2 separate regions of the Mus musculus genome follow, and region 1 is linked to region 2. Evidence: chromatin contacts called from public HiChIP or PLAC-seq data. All regions are on one chromosome and are shown on one strand. The core of a region is the stretch at or near the end of the contact, and the rest is flanking DNA. Distances in the headings are between cores, read along the strand shown.

The links. HiChIP or PLAC-seq counts read pairs in DNA pulled down with a chosen protein or histone mark.
Region 1: an H3K4me3 HiChIP or PLAC-seq map of embryonic stem cells shows a contact between it and region 2, with 2.5 times the contacts expected there. The contact joins the promoter of Grk3 here to the enhancer-like site in region 2. A contact is called at or near these places in 3 of 115 datasets of contacts at active chromatin or transcription factors (embryonic stem cells and stem cell-derived neural progenitor cells) and 2 of 9 other capture datasets (adipose tissue and embryonic stem cells).

The regions. Positions count from the first base shown.
Region 1 is chr5:113,014,280-113,016,979 of GRCm38.p6, reverse strand. It overlaps Grk3 (G protein-coupled receptor kinase 3), which reads left to right and starts at 1,442. Exons shown (of 21, transcript NM_177078.4): 1 at 1,442-1,613. The coding sequence starts at 1,501.
Region 2 is chr5:112,821,348-112,824,047 of GRCm38.p6, reverse strand. The region is part of intron 21 of Myo18b (myosin XVIIIb); the gene reads left to right. Among named protein-coding and RNA genes, the nearest start is that of 1700095B10Rik, 29 kb to the right of the region's middle. Within about 2 kb of position 1,432, at least 4 of the 459 cell types and tissues checked have an H3K27ac peak or open chromatin away from gene starts, as enhancers often do. A contact at or near this core is called in embryonic stem cells, where this site is marked.

The DNA of each region.
Region 1 (2,700 bases), core at 193-2,692, 190 kb before region 2:
ACAAAAAAAATCTTACTAGGTCAAAAAGGACCAAAATCAATCAATCAATCAATCAATCAATCAATCAAAAATGGGGAAGGTGGGAGGGTTATTTGTTATCTGATCATCTGAGGATCCCAGATGATTAAAAAAAACAACAACAACATTTTGGAAGAAACAATATTCAGACATGAAGGAGCAATGTGTTTTGGGGGGAACTTACCCCTCTCTCCTCACTGGGTAGACAAGGCATCTATGCTCCCATATTTGGGTGAAAAAGTGAATGGAACTGGCAAATTCAACTGAAGGCTTGGCTCTCCCTGTCTCTGCCCCATTATACAGTGGGCACTATAGCGGTGATGTGGGCTGTCTGTGGCAGACCCAACTCCTTCAGGATGTTCCCACCCCTTCCCACCTATACCTTTTCTAGTCCCTCTAAATACTGTGCCTTGGGGATTGAGAAACTTCTGGTAAAACTAGTCCTTTGGGAAACAGAATAGACAGAAAACAAAAGCAGGAGAACTAATCAAAAAACGTGACTGTAAACCCCCAACAGTTCACTCTAACCCTGGCCAATCCCGGGTTCACAGTGATGTATGGCAATTTGGATAAAGGCCCTGCAAGCTTATGATGTCTGCAGATTTCCTGATCCCTTAACAGGTACCACATGGATTTTGAATGTGGACCCCTGTGCCCAGCTGCAGAGAAATGAAATAGTGACCTAGGCAGGGTTGGGAATTCCCTACTGCCCAGAATCAAGTCTCAGCCCTTCCACTTCCCTGAAAACCCAGGAGGCTCTGCACTCTCATAGGGGCACTTCCTCTTGTGGTTCTTGAGTTGGTAGAGAGCCTGCAGAAGCTAGGATACCTTAACCCCCCCGCCCCCCAACTGGACACACACCCTGAGGCCTTTCACCTGAATGCAAGCCAGTTATGACCTTGAACCTAGAGTGCTTCCATCAACTGGGTCCCCTGGGACAGCGCTGCTCCAGGGCAGGACTCTCACCCCACTTCACCCTGCATGGCGGGAGCCAAGCAACTTTCTCTTCTATGCTGGTGTCTCTTGGCTTGGTTCTCAGAGGGAGGTCTAGGGTGGGGCTAATGGCTGGAGACACCCCCTGCTGTAGCTCTGACCTCTATTTGGCAATCATTCGAAAGAGCAGGTGGGACTACTCCAGGATACCTCTTGAAGCGTCCTCTCCAGGACAGTGTGCTATTGGAGACCTCCTGGAGTGTCCACTCAGTACTGGGCATCTGGACTGTGCTTAGAGAGCTAAGGGTGAGAAAGAGAGGAAAAGGAGGAGAGGAGAGAGAAGAGAGGAGGAGGGAGAGGGAGAGGAGGAGGGAGAGGAAGTCCCTGGTGCCTGAGAGGCTGGGTCAGGAGCGCGTGGCCGCGGACGGTTGGGGGCGCGCCGGGCTGGGGCGCGGAGCCGCGGAAGGGGCGGTGCGTCGGGGTCCGCGTCGGGGTCGCGCGTCGGGCGCGCCGTGGCCCCGTCGGGGCGGCGGGAGCTGCGGAGCCGCCATGGCGGACCTGGAGGCCGTGCTGGCCGACGTCAGCTACCTGATGGCCATGGAGAAGAGCAAGACGGCGCCGGCCGCGCGCGCCAGCAAGAAGGTCGTCCTGCCGGAGCCCAGGTACTGCTCTGGCCCTCTCCGCCCTATCCAGTCTCCTTCGGTTCTTTCCCTCCCTCTCAGGTCCCTTCCGGATCCCTCCTGGTCCTCTCCCTCACCTTCCCCCTCCCCCCCCTCCCCCGCCAGTTCCCTCCAGTCCCCTCTTGTCCCCTCTGGTCCTCTCCCTCCTTTTCTGGTCCGCCCGCCAGTCCCCTCCGTCCCGCTGTCCCAGGCTGGTTGCAGGGCTGTCTGTCTCTCAGCCCCCCTGCCCCTGTCCTCTGGCCCCTTGCAGTAGTAAGTAGACCTTGAGTTCTCAGTTCTGTCACCAGCGCCATTACCTGAGCCACTTTCCTCAACTTGGACCCCTGGCGGCCTGCCCTTTCTGGGAAGGATGACAGGAGAGCCACTTGAGCCTAGCCTGGTCTTGCAAGACTGGAGGTTCCCGCTGCACCGGCTCCGGCTGGCCGCTCGCTGCCAAGTTGCTCTTAATATCACGACTGATTTATTATTGATTTTTCTGAGGTGTGATGGCCTCTTAGAGCTGTACTTGTCCCGGGGAGTTCTAGGCGGTGTTCCAGAGTGGGGCTGTGTGTCACTTCTTAATTGACCCCACTGCCAGTTGCTTAGCTGGTGTGGCTTCCTTGAGTTGATGAAAAAATTGGCTCGGACTTTACAGCCACCCCTGAACCATGCAATTCTGTAAGGCTCTAAACCAAAGCTGCATCCCCTTTCAAATGGTCAAGCGTGACACGCCCATGTGGCGGCAGTGTTACCTACCTTCATGTGAGAGAAAATATACACATTTACTCGTCTAATTTTTTGAGGTCCTGGAGATGGGACCCAGGGCTTCACACACGCCAGGTAAACCGTCTGTCTCCTTAGCAGTATGCATAGCCCTCAGAGAACCTTTCAATACCGAACAATGGTCAGATTATTATTTTTTTTCCCGATCGTGTTTGTGAGCCCCGTGATCCAGGAAACATCAAATCCCCGTGCCGTGTTTGCTAGGAAGAGTCACACTGTACACACAGCTGCGCTGGCTGGGTATTTTTGGCTTGCCTTCCCTTGCAAGCCTTGGCCCTTCGCTGTTTTTTTTGGGGGGTGTGTTGCT
Region 2 (2,700 bases), core at 183-2,682:
CTTACTTTTTCTAATTCTCTCCCTGTTCTGCTTTGCACGCCTTGAGGCTCTCTGCCTAGGCTCTAAGAATCTACCTGGCTGGCTGGCAGGTTAACGCTTTCATCACCGGACACGTCCCTCGTCATTTGTAGCAGCGGCTTTGGTTTAAGTCCAGTTAGTTGTCTTTGTGTCAGAGTGATGGTATGTTTCTTAAATTCGCAGTCTGAAGAGTGTTGCTTGTATTTGTTCTGCCCCCTCAACTGGGCTCCAGACTGAATCAAAAGAAAGCTTTTGTTCCACAGACCCACCTCCTCCTGACGCCTTGGTGCCATTGTTATAGGTAGATGCCATAAACCCATTAATACAGCTCAATATTTTAAACTTAATCTTATGTCTTTTTAATTCACTTAAGATATATTTTCATATTTTAGCTTTTGAGACAGTCTCGCCATATAGACCTCATTATCCTGGAACTTGCTCGTAGACCAGGTTAACCTCTAACCCAGAAATCCTCCTGCTTCTGCCTCCTGAGTTCTGAGGCTAAAGGCATGCACCATGACACAAGGCTTCAGACTGTTTTCTAATTGTTTCCTGTAAATGCGTTCTGCTATTCTCCAGTCTTTAAAGGTTTGAGTCAACATTTCCTTCAGCCTCAAATCTGAATACAAGATCTGGTAGCACTGACTTTCCCAGCCTGTGTGTGCATGGGTGGAGCTTGTTTTGGGAGGATTAGAAGCACAGCTCTGTAAGGTATTGATTGACAAAGGGTTTTCCCCTCTCAGCATCTTTACCGTGCAGTTACACTGACTTCTGGGCTTCATTACTCAGGGTCGTGTTTGCTTTCTATGGCTGTGACAAACACCATGGATTAAAGGAACATAGAGACACAAAGGGTTACTTCATCTTCCAGGTGACTGTCCGTCACAAGGCAGATCGAGTGAGGACTCAAGCAAGAACTTAAAGAGACGCCTCAGAGGAACTCTGCGTGCTTCTCCATGTTTTTTTCTTTCTCCCTCCTCTCTTATACAGCCCAGGACCACCTTTCTAGGGAATGGTGATACCCACTGTGGGCTGAGCCCTCTCCCATCAATGAACGATCCAGGAAGACATGACTGCAGGCTAGTGTGACCCAGGGGATCTCTCCTCTGTGGTTCTTTCTTTCCAAGTGACCCTGGATGTGTGTGTCAAACCAGCCAGTCACTGTTAGGCTCATGGCTTCTCTCTTGCATGGTCAAGATTTTCTGCCATTTGGAGTTTACTTTTCTTGCTGCCACAAGCTCTGCTCTGACTTCCTTGGTTCCTCACCTTCCAATGAACTCACTGAACTCCTGGGAGCTCCAGGAAGCTTTTATTTTTAGGAAGGAACACAATTTGGGGAAGTTTTAAGCTGTGAGGCTCCATTCTGTTTTCTCCCTGTCCTTCGATGCTCTATCATGCAGATGCAGCTCTGTTCTGTTGCCAGGCGTGACTAATTCTTTATTCCCACCTTTCTGTGTTATTCAATTCAGGCAATCCCTTGGATACCACTCCCAACTCACCAACTCACCTGTGGTGAAGTTGTAGGTCCAGCGGTTTGATTTCACAAATGAAGAATTTCCACTCTTAGTTTTGCAGTCCTTTTTAATCTTCACATCTCTTTTTTGGTATTTTTACATTTGATGCTTATTAACACATCCTTCTTTTGGTGTTGTGGAATCAAACCCAGGACCCGGTACATCTCATCAGAGGGTCTGCCGTGGAGACGCCTAGAGCCTGTTCTGTCTCTTTACTCATTGAGCGACACTTTCTTCAGGTCTCTGAACAAATCTACAGTGAGTACTTGTAAATCTGTGATCGGTGGGCTAAGAGTCCACATTCTGAAAGTTCCTTCCCCTGATACAAGTAATAATATCTGAGAGAGAGAGAGACAGAGAGAGAGACAGAGAGAGACAGAGACAGAGAGAGACAGAGACAGAGAGAGAGAGACAGAGAGAGACAGAGACACACAGAGACACACAGACAGACACACACAGAGAGAGACAGAGAGACAGAGACAGAGAGAGAGACAGAGACACACAGAGACAGACAGACAGACAGATAGACAGACAGACACAGAGAGAGAGAGAGAACTTCTATTGAAAACTGAGCATCTTAGACAATGACCTTTAGGCATGGGTCTTTCTTAACCATCTGGTGACTTGATTCACCAAGCACAAGCCCCCTGGTGTCACTGCCTAACTTTTAAAGCCTTTGGTTTTGTTGTTCTGGGTAGTATTTCTATTTTACTGATGAGTCTTGGCTCAATATGGAATGCTGTCTACACCTGAGCCGCCATACACTGAGTTCCAGTGTCTGGCTCTGTCCCTTGTCTCTCTGTGACCATGCCCATGGCTTGTCTTTAGCATGAAGCAGATATGAAAGGTACCTCCAGCCCACTGGCTGTTCCACTGCCTACAACGTGTGAGGTTTGTGGTTATAGGCGCCACGGCTCACCTCAGTCAGAGCCACCGCCTTAACTGTGACTGATTCTCTGCGGCTGCTGCTGAGCTCTCACTGCTTCTGACAGGCCTGGGGTATAGCTTAGCCATGCCTTGCTCTGTAGACATGAGACTGTCCTAGCTGAGAAGGGGCTGCGTTCTTGGTGTGACTCGCCTGGTGGCCCCACTGCCGAGTCAGAGCTGGGTAGGATTTGGGGAGCAGAGATAAGAGCCTGCAGTCAAAATGGCTGCCAGCCCCCACTGC